Regions from separate parts of the Sus scrofa genome. Here regions 2 and 3 are each linked to region 1. A link is a contact called in public Hi-C and promoter capture Hi-C data. All regions are on one chromosome and are shown on one strand. The core of a region is the stretch at or near the end of the contact, and the rest is flanking DNA. Distances in the headings are between cores, read along the strand shown. Region 1 overlaps TRIP12 (E3 ubiquitin-protein ligase TRIP12). Region 2 holds the start of FBXO36 (F-box only protein 36). Region 3 overlaps FBXO36 (F-box only protein 36).

Region 1 (3,577 bases), core at 987-3,486:
TCTGGGCTAGGAGTTAAATCAGAGCTGCAGCCGCTGGCCTACATCACAAGCCACAGCAATGCCAGATCCCAGCCGCATCTGTGACCTACACCACAGCCCACTGCAACACTGCATCCTTAACCCACTGAGCAAGGCCAGGGATCAAACCCACATCCTCATGGATACTAGTCGGGTTTTTAATCCATTGAGCCACAGTGGGAACTCATAAAGCTATGAGACCTTTGCTCTGGCTGACTTAGTCTCCTTGGTTATTTAAACATGCTTTTTCTACTTTTTTCAGTCCAACATATTTTTCTCTTTTCTCTCTTATCCTTCATGCCTCTGTTCAAATTGTATCTTACACGAAACCCAGACAAGTTCAGAAGAGTATCACACTGCTTGGTCCACAGATCAGGATTGAAGTGTTGATACAGAAGTCACAGTTTTATCATCTTCATTGATGAGTCTTAGCCGATGACTTTGGAAAAGATACCACGAGCCGACGTGATTGGGGAAGCAGGGTTGGAAGGAGTGCTGGCCTCATATATGCTTAGGGCCTCAGGTTGTAAACCAGAATCAACCATATAGTGAGCTGTATTCAACCATATATATTCAACCATATAGTGCTGCTGTTAGGAAGACTTTGTAACTAGCTCGAGAAGAATCCTAGTCCAGAGACGTCAGGACTGAATGGCCTCCATACGTGATTCCCAGGGAAGGCTAAGCAGCCTCTGGGCTCAGAGAACCACCCAGGCAAGCCCCAGGGTTCGGGCTGCAAATGATCCAGCCTCCAGGATGCTGAACGGTTAGGAGCATGGACTCTGGAGCCTGGTGCTGCCACCTGCTCGCTGTGTGAAGTTGGGCATCTTATGTAAACTCAGTGCTGTGCCAGCAAAGGGCGCAATAAGTGTACACTCCCTCATTTCTGTTGTTAGAATGCCTAATTGGGCCAAAGCACAACATTATCTGTCACACAGTATTTTCTATTATGTAAGTGTTACTAGCTTTTGAAAGAAAAAACTTTCAAATAAGAAAAAGTTTCAAATAAGACAAGTTATCAAACTTTTTCATTTTTCGGTGTTTTTGTTTCTAGAGCTTTAATGCTTTTTCTTCCTGTCAGGGAGGGAGACGTTTTCCTCTCCCTTCTAGGTTCTTCTGGCTGGTCTAAGAATGAAATTGACATGAGACAGCTTAACAGGAAAAAATCAGAGACCTAGCAAGTCTCCAAAATAGCCAGAGCCCTCCTCTTAAATACCATCCTCAGCCCAAGACAAAAGACGATGTTGGGGTAGCGGTTTGGGACTTCCAGGGGAGAAAGGCAGTTCTCATGGGGACGGAAGAGCAGATGATCGGTAAATAGGTATTTGCGGGGCCAGGCAGAGAGAGTGGGACACAGGGTGGACTCTGATCTCTAGGCCCTGTTTTCCCCCAGATAGCTCTGTTCCAGGAACAGCCGCTTTCTCTCAGTGCTTTTAGGCAGTTAGGAGTAAGTTTTTTCTTTTTTTCTTTTTTTTTTTTTTTTTTTGTCTTTTTGCCATTTTTTGGGCCGCTCCCGCGGCATATGGAGGTTCCCAGGCTAGGGGTTGAATCGGAGCTGTAGCTGCCGGCCTACGCCAGAGCCATAGCAACATGGGATCCAAGCCACGTCTGCAACCTACACCACAGCTCACGGCAACGCCGGATCCTTAACCCACTGAGCAAGGGCAGGGATCGAACCTGCAACCTCATGGTTCCTAGTCGGATTCGTTAACCACTGCGCCACAACGGGAACTCCAGGAGTAAGTTTTTTCTGAGTCTTACAGGCCTTGGCTTTTTTTCAGCTGGGAATAATCTGCATGCCAAAAAAACAAAAACAAAAAAACACTTGGAGGTGGTGCATTTTGTACCCCTGCATTCCTTTAAAAACAAGTGAACCTATCTTTTCAGTGGAGTGAGCTGGGTAGAATAAAGATCCCTGAAAAAATCAAGTTGACCTACAGGGTTGCTGGCCAGCCCGGGGCAGGGGTGACTTCCCAGAGCAGGTGTGTGCTGGTCCCTCTGCCCTCAAAGACTTGCTGTGATAAAAGTGTATCCAGTGCCAGTTAATATTTTATGTTAAGTCTGTTTTACCTTCAGAAATAAGTATTTGGATGAAAGGGGGTGGGGGGAACAGGTTGATCTGATCTATGACTTCTCCTTAGCCTGGGGTAGGTATGCCGAAAGGAGACAGGCTTAACTGGCTTTAGAGCACCATCTGGTGGACACCAGGTGTTACTGCAGTTTTTTCTTTGCTTCCTCCAGTGCTCAGTGGAGAACAAAAAAGTCTTCCCTGTCATGGAGCTTTGGGGAGGCTGATACACACACACACACACACACACACACGCACGCACGCACGCACTCAGGTACGTGTATGTGTTACGATGTGTGCTGAAGAAAACTAAAGCCAAATAAAAAGAGCCTGCTGGGGAAGGGGATAGGGTGGTGTAAGCAACAGTCCTTATTATCTGGGGCAAAGACTCTCTCTTAGCCAAAGAAAAGAGAAGCAAAAGCCCTGGGGCAGAATTCCCGGCCTGTTGAAGGGTGACAGGGCTAGAAGCGGGAGTCAGGATCCCGTGGGTCTCCTGGACATGCGGGCCGAGCCGAGAACTTGGGCCCTCGCTCCTGTCGGGGAGCCCAGGAGGGGGTGGAGGAGTGGTGTGAGGACGGGGAGGCCGTGAGGCGGGGAGAACGCGCCTGCAGAGAGGCCCCCCGCCCTGGGCCGACAGAGATGCTGCCGTGAGCACTTCAGAAGGTACTTGGAGGGGGCGGGCTCACGGTGTTTAACAGCGGGTTGTCAGGTGGGGCAGAAGGAAGAGAAGGGCCGCGGATGGCTCCGCAGGCTGTGCCAGCGCCAGTGCCAGTGCCAGCTGTGGGATTCCAGCAGACGCCGAGCTGGGTCAGGAAAGCGTCACCAGGTCCAAACAGGTCACTGTCGGGAAAGTGACAGTTAACCATTTGCTAGATGACGCCTAATCTTTTAAGCTCGAGGGGGTGCCTTTTTTTTTTTTTTTTTTTTTAAGGGTAACTGATAATGGCGAAGTAATGCCTGTTACTTGCACGTAACCACCAAGTGGCATGAAACACAGCCTTCCTGACGGGGCAGAGGTTCGATGAAGCTGATACGCTATGGTATTAACAGGTCGTGAGCTGCGGGTCTAATTTACGGTGTGATTGGCAGAACTTGAAGGCATGACCAGGTTGTGAGCACTGCCCAGGGTCACGTGCCTCGCGGAGGAGGGGTTTGCTGCAGGGCTGTGCTGTCCGTCGTCTTTGGAGCTTGTTTAAAACCACCAGTGCCCAGGCTGTAAACCAGACCTAGCAAATGAGAATTTTCCAGACGTGCCCACCCGCTCACATGCCCTGTGGTAAAAGCCTCTGGCGATTCCAGGGCACCATGGGTCTGAAGAAGCCCTGGCACTCTCTCTGGGGCTGAGTCAGCCCTGTGCTTGCCGGTGTGTGTTCAGACCTTCCTTTTTTTGTGTTGTAGTCAACCAGCCTCTGTTGAGTGGCCGCTGTGTGCCCAGGTGCTGTAAAATGTAAGTCCTAGAGAAGGAGCAGAGTCACTGTTTGGGCAGAGGAA
Region 2 (3,272 bases), core at 616-3,115, 140 kb before region 1:
CAAAGTCTGAAGAACATCAACAACAGAAACATTCTTGGGGAAGGAAAACTGATACCAGGAGGACTCCTATGGTTAATTTTCCAAAATAAAAATGTAAAGAAGTACTCAACTTGTTGAGGCTTACAACACTAGAGTACAGTACACTTCTAACACCAGACCCTCAAGAAAAAGAAATACACAAAACCATTTTTAAAGACAAGTTGGGGAAAAGGCTGTAAAATACAAATTAGAACATTTTAACTTACTTCAGGTAGATAAAATAGAAAATAAAGTCGGAATATGTAAACTCTTGCTTTCAATCAGTCACGCTAGAAGTGCAGAACTGCTAAGATCATACATCTTAAAGCAAAAGAAAACAGCCATCCTAAAATGTCCAAAAAAGGTAAATTTTGGCATTTAAGATATTCCAATTCAATGGGCAAAATTTTCTTAAAAAGCGGTTAATTAAATATTTAAGTTTGACAGGCTATTATGCTTATAATGTTATCATGCTTGTAATATTTACAAATCAGATATAAAAATAAAATCTGTCTATTTTAAAAGATGCTTCTGAGGCTATAAAAATTCATTGTCTATTTTATTTACGGGCTCTTGGAAAAACTGGTGAAATATTCAGTACATACACCAAAACATATCTACAAAGTTCCAAATTTAATTTTACAGGAATGCCATCTATTCGAGTGCAAGGTGCACGAATATCTCGGTGACAGGTGTAAGTTCAGGGAGGAATCAGAAACGAGTTCCCCGTGGAGGCCCAGCTCAATGTGATCATTTCATGGGCACAATAAATCATCCACAAAGCCCACCTTAAATACCTAAAGTAGTCATAAAAATAGGTCGATGGTTACTTTAGCGATAACATAATCCCCGGTCTTATTGTTGTGGAGCAGATGTCATTATGGGTGGGGCTGACGCGCAGAGCAGCTGAAACATTTTTGTACCACCCCCCGCACACTTTCAATGGGATAGAAGGGGCTCCAAAAAAGGTAAGGGTAAAGCGCTCGATTAATTCCTACGAGAAATAAGCAAGTTTTGATGCGGCCTTGGTAACAGGTAAACACCACAGTAAGATTTAATGAGATTCCCCAGAATTAAATCCTACCCTGGAAAAGAGATCTTCCCATTCTCCCCTCCCCTGCCGGCTCCTCCTTGGGACACTTGGATGAGTCTTTCTTTCCCTTCTTCCCACGCTGAGGTGAGGCTGCACGCAAGCCGGGGACGCCTGCTTTCCGTTTCGCGCGGAGGGAACTCTGCAGGTAGGAACCCCAGGTGGCAGGAAGGGAGCGGGCGGCGCTGTGAGGAGGCGAAGAAGGCTCGCCGGGTACGAGGCGGGCTGGGGCTGGGAAGGGACACGCTGGCCGCCGGGCCTGCAGGGGAGGCCGCGGTGAGGAGGGTGATCTCCCGGCTCGGAGCTGGGACCTGGCGCTTCCGGCTGGCCACAGTCGCTCTCGGCCTAGCGCGGCTCGCGTTCCAGGCTCCTCTGGGGCGGGCAGAGAGTTAGGAGAGAGGGTAAACCGCGGCTTGCACTTGCCTGGGACCGGGTGATCAGCAACTGGTAATAGTCTTTGCTTGGCGCCGGGCCTTGTCCTACAATTTCGAACAGAGTCTCCGGCAGCCACGACGCCATCTTGGGACGCCACCGCCGTCGCTAAGACAACCAGGAAGGGGCGGGGCCTGGCTGAGGTCAAGGGGCCAGAGCCCTGGTTTAAATCGAACCCTACTTTTGAGCTGGCGAGGTGTTTCTAACTTGGGGTGCTTGACCCCTATTCCAAGGGTGACAGGGAACCCTAAGTCGTGAGATTTCCACCTTTAGGTCCCGGGTGACCCGAAGGGGAATTAGTTCCTGCTACCACCGCGGGGAGGGGTGACCCCGGCGGAGGGATACCAAGCGAAGCTTCACATTCCCCTTCCTGGTCCCTCGAAGGGATCGGGAGGAGATCGCAGGCCACTGGGGAAGTGGAGCCGGGCGGTGGGGGAGGGAGGGGCGATGTGATGAGCGGCGAGTAGGCCCCGGGGCCTGTCCCGCGGAGGAGCCCGTCAGCTGGAGCCGAGGGATAAAGTAGTTCCCGGAGGGTGTTGGAACGGGCGGGGAGGGAGGCGGCGCGGGCGGAGGCGCACGCCGGGCGCGGTGCTGCGGCTCAGCTGATAATTGAAGGGACCCGAGGAGCCGCCGCCGCCGCCGCCGCCGCCGCTGGGGGGGGGTGGGGGCAGCGAGTGGAAGTTACAGCCGCGCCACCGAGTCCGGACCGGAGACTTTGGGGCCCAACTAGGTAATTGGGGCGCAGTTCCGAGCAACGGGGCCAGGCCTGGGGGGAGGGGGCTGTGCTGAGGGGTTGGGGGGCGGCGGTGGGGGGGTGGGATCTGGAACAGAAAGTCCCAGGAAGCCCGCTTGTGTCATCGCCGCAATTCGGCCCCCGCTCGGCCTGTTCCCGGCGGCGGCGGCGGCGGCAGCGGGGCCGCGGAAGGACCGGGCCGGGGGTTGCGGGATAGGCGCTCGAGGGAGACCGCGGCTGGAGGGACCCGGGCCGGGCGGGAGCGGAGGGTCGCTGGGTCCCCCCCTCCGGACCCCCGCAATGAGGAGGGCCCTTTACGGAACCCGGGTAAGGCGTGCGGGTCTTGGGGAACCCGGCGGGGGTCGGGGGGGCCGGAAGTGGGCTTTGGAGCTTGGAGGGCGTCTAGGAAGAGAGAAAGTGGGGGGCCGGAAGTGCAGGTGGGGGGTGTGAAGACGGCAAGGGTTCCCCGGAAATGGGATGGGGGGCCCGGAAACCGGGAGAGGGGAGGCTCCAGGGCCAGGGACGGCCCGGAAATGGAAACTAGGGAGCAGCTCGAGTGACAACAGTTGTGGGAAGCGAGGGTCAGAGGAGGGAGAGGCCGGAGTGACTTTAGACCGCAGTAAGGGGTTTCCTGCCAAGGGGGACGGTTGAGGGCGGGCGAGGCTGGAGACGGGGTCTGCCCTGGGCAGTTTCAGCCGTGAGAAGTTGAGGCTGGGGGACGATGACGCCGGGAGTGGCATGCAGAGGGGGCATGAAAGAGGCCGAGAAACTTGGCCGAGAGGAGCAGAGCATCCTTCTAAGTAGATCGGCGTGGAAGTTGGGGGGAGGGGGTTCGGACCCGTGGGAGGGAGGTGGGCCACTTGTCACTCCAATCGTATTAGCATTCAAAGCGAGTCAGGCGATTAATTTATTTATATGTGGATTACATAAAACCTATTATAACGACTGTCCATTCAGGGACCCTCTCTCCTCCATCCTTCTCCATCGTGAGTGGGTTTC
Region 3 (3,466 bases), core at 850-3,349, 160 kb before region 1:
CACAACCGTAGTATCCTAAATCTATGCCTTTGCTAAAATACATCCTCTTCCTAGAATTCTTTGCCTGGAAACATCTATTCCTTGGGGTTTTTGTTTGTTCTGAGGCCAGGGACTGAACCCTAGCCACAGCTGTGCCCCGAGCTACTGCAGTGACAACACCAGATCCTTAACCTGCTGAGCCATGAGGGAACTCCAGTATTTTTTAATTCAATAAATATTTACCAAATCCCCCACTGTGTGCTCAGCATTGTGCTAAGAGCTGGATTCACAACCACGAGTGATCTGAAAGCAGACTTAGGCTCTTGCAGCCCTGAGTCTACATAGCTTATGTTCATAAAGGCTAATTTCCACTCACCATCCCTTGCTTGCTAGAAAAGAAATTTTCTTTCTCCCATCAGTCTCAATAAGATGCTGAGAAATTGATGTTGCCTTGTTGGCAGTCACGTCAAGAGAGGTTTTCTTCGCGTCTGGTTGCTTATTCAAATGTTCATTTATTTTGGCTTTGAGGGCTCCATGCTGCTGGCTGCCACTATCCAGAATCATGTGGATGCTTAAAATGGAAAACTGGAGGGTAACCTACATTTGACATTATCTCTCAAGCTCTTTTCTCAAACTAATTCCTGAAAAAGGCCAGGTTAAGGGATTCCTGGCAGAGAAGACAGGAGACCTGAGAATAGGATGGATAACTAAGCACAATGGGGAAAACGGTGTTTCAGGTGGAGGGGTAGCGTAAGCCAAGACAGAAGGACCGAGGCCGTGCTGCACGAATTGCAGAGAGGCTGTGTCCTGAGGATAGGTAAATAACCTCCATAAATAAGGTTGCAAAGGCTTAGCTCACAGACACCTTAGCGCACTGACGCCTGGCCACACCCACCTGCATCGTGGCAGTTCTAAGCCCTCGGCTACCTTCCTCTGCCTCCCTACTCCCACCCTGCACTGCAAAATTTCTACTCCTCTTTCACTTCCTTTTCATCTTCTCAATTCCTTGTTTCCTCTTTTACTCTCTCCCCCAAACAATAATAGTCTTGAGGAGTTCCTGTTGTGGCTCAGCCATAATGAACCCGACTAGTATCCATGAGGATGCGGGTTTGATCCCTGGCCCTGCTCACTGGGTTAGGGATCCAGTGTTACCATGAGCTGGGGTATAGGCTGGAAGCTGCAGCTCTGATTCGACCCCTAGGTTGGGAACTTCCATAGGCTGCAGGTGTGGCCCTAAAAAAAAACAAAGCAAACAAAACAAAACAAAATAATCTTGAATGGAAATATCTTAAGGTTTAGAGAGGATATATTGAAGGGAATCCAGGTACACTCGCTCTTGCACACCAAGAAATTCAAGTTGGAGAGAAAAGCGTGACTTAGAGCAGAATCTAAGAGCACAGCCCAGCTAGATCAGAAAGGCCTGGGTGTATTATTCATGACTGCTGGTCTCAAGACACTCAAGAGACAGAAACTCAATCCTGAGTCGTTTAAGTAAGAATGCAATTGCGTTGGGTTATATGACTTGCAAAGACAGTGGTGTGGCTGGCCTCCGGCATGACACGATCCAGGGGTGCAAAATGACAGCACCAGATTAGCAGCTCTTTTTCTTTCTTTCTATCTCTCGCTGTTGTTGGCCTCATTATCTTCCACTGCAGATGTGGGGGACCTGGCGGCCAGAAAGTCTAAGCCTACGACATCCAGTCTGTGGATTCTCAGAGGAAGGAGAAACGAGCCTTCTGTGATTGGGGGTGAACAATCCCAAGAGAATGAGTGTATTGGTCCAGTCTGTGTCACTATCCACACCTGTCCTGGAGGCAGGCGGGTTAATGATTGGCCAGGCCTCGGTCAAGCGCCTGTCCTGGGGATTGGACCCCAGCAGAGGTGGAAGGAGGCAGGAGGGCAGAAAAAAAAATTGGCAATTTGGTTGGAAGAGGGACGTTGTGGCCAAGAGTATTAGGAGACAATTTAAGTAAGAAATGGGACCAGATTGTGTAGATCACTATCCTGTGAGTGCAATGGAACACCAAATATTCTGAAGAGAGAGAGTGAGTGTGTGTGTGTGTGTGTGTGTGTGTGTGCAGCTGATTCTGTCGTTCACAGTTGTTAGGCTCTACAAAGTCCCTGGCAACAATGAATTAGCAAATACCAAATCACTGATTACTGCCCTGGAGGAAACACAGGGCAGGTTCCTACGAGCCTCTGCTCATATTTTCAACTGATCCATATAGAACCTTGTTTTGTGGTGTTTTGATTTTTTTTCTTTCTTTCTCTCTCTTTTTTTTTCTTTAATAGGACAATGGTATATTTATTTACAATTGGACCAAAAAAAGGCATACAGGCATTTTTTAATAAAAAATAATGGTGATGATGATTAATTGATTTTTTTTCTTAAGGGCTGCACCTGTGACATATGGCAGTTCCCAGGCCAGGGGTCGAATTGAAGCTACAGCTGCCAGACTACACCACAGCCATAGCAACTCTGGATCCTTTTTTTTTTTTTTTTTTTTTTTTGTCTGTTTGCTATTTCTTTGGGCCACTCCCGTGGCATATGGAGATTCCCAGGGTAGGTGTAGAATCGAACCTGAAGCCGAGGCCTACACCACAGCCACAGCAACGAGGGACCCAAGTCTCATCTGTGACCTACACCACAGCTCACGGCAACACCAGATCCCCAATTTACTGAGCAGGGGCAGGGATTGAACCTGTGTCCTCAGGGATGCTAGTCAGATTAGTTTCTACTGAGCCATGACGGGAGGAACTCCCAGAACTCCTTTTTCATTGACTTAAAAAGTAATGAGTACTGTTCTACTACTAAATCTCTCCACTTCCAATCAAAACCTCATCAATAATAATAATAGCGATAAGTACATATAGCCCTTAACACAGCTGCTTTTGTTGTCCTTGTTTCCTTCTTTTTTTTTTTTTTTTTCTTTTTAAGGTGAAAGCAAGTTTCACCTCAGTTTATTTAGAGAGATACACATTCCATAGACAGAATGTGGTCCTTCTCAGAAGGGAGAGTGGCCCATCCTTAGCTTGCTTCTCCGTCTTTGGGGTGTCATTAAGACCCATTTTTCAGTTGAACAAGCTGAGGCAGGAGGTAGTGACTTGCCCACAGTTCAACCACTACAAAACGGTGGAGTCTGCTTATAGAATCCATGTGTTCGTGTTCGTTATTTATTTGTTTGTTTTTGTTTATTTATTTATTTATTGGCCATGTCCACAACATGTGGAAATTCCTGGGCCAGGGACTGAACTGCCATAGCAGTGACAACTGCCAGATCCTTAACCAAGAGGCCACCAGGGAACTCCAGAGAATCCATATGTGTAACTACTACGCCAAATTAATAGTACGGGTTACCGTTTACAAACTCTCCTGGACCACACGGCTGTCCTCCTGTCCCCTCTCTGCCCCGTCTCAACAATTCCTCCCACCCTTCTCCCTCCCCCCAGTTTATGGCTTGGCTAAAATTGCTCACTACTCCTCATC

What was found. Promoter capture Hi-C pulls out the DNA fragments that hold promoters and counts their contacts. A called contact is a pair of places that touch in the nucleus more often than the background predicts.
Region 2: a contact with region 1 is called in a promoter capture Hi-C map of liver, with 10 times the contacts expected there. The contact joins the promoter of FBXO36 here to the enhancer-like site in region 1. A contact is called at or near these places in 2 of 5 promoter capture datasets (fetal liver and liver), 5 of 47 Hi-C or Micro-C datasets (alveolar macrophages, embryonic fibroblasts, liver and 1 more) and 2 of 2 datasets of contacts at active chromatin or transcription factors (alveolar macrophages and skeletal muscle).
Region 3: a Hi-C map of liver shows a contact between it and region 1, with 1.7 times the contacts expected there. The contact joins two enhancer-like sites. A contact is called at or near these places in 4 of 47 Hi-C or Micro-C datasets (liver, psoas muscle and skeletal muscle).

The regions. Positions count from the first base shown.
Region 1 is chr15:130,796,545-130,800,121 of Sscrofa11.1, reverse strand. The region is part of intron 34 of TRIP12 (E3 ubiquitin-protein ligase TRIP12); the gene reads left to right. Among named protein-coding and RNA genes, the nearest start is that of DNER, 44 kb to the right of the region's middle. Within about 2 kb of position 2,236, at least 6 of the 83 cell types and tissues checked have an H3K27ac peak or open chromatin away from gene starts, as enhancers often do. A contact at or near this core is called in alveolar macrophages, fetal liver and liver, where this site is marked.
Region 2 is chr15:130,938,458-130,941,729 of Sscrofa11.1, reverse strand. It overlaps FBXO36 (F-box only protein 36), which reads right to left and starts at 1,865. Exons shown (of 4, transcript XM_021075100.1): 1 at 1,532-1,865. The coding sequence starts at 1,627. TRIP12 (E3 ubiquitin-protein ligase TRIP12) reads left to right here and starts at 1,233. Exons shown (of 42, transcript XM_021075059.1): 1 at 1,233-1,256.
Region 3 is chr15:130,961,379-130,964,844 of Sscrofa11.1, reverse strand. The region is part of intron 1 of FBXO36 (F-box only protein 36); the gene reads right to left. Among named protein-coding and RNA genes, the nearest start is that of TRIP12, 23 kb to the right of the region's middle. Within about 2 kb of position 2,099, at least 4 of the 83 cell types and tissues checked have an H3K27ac peak or open chromatin away from gene starts, as enhancers often do. A contact at or near this core is called in liver, where this site is marked.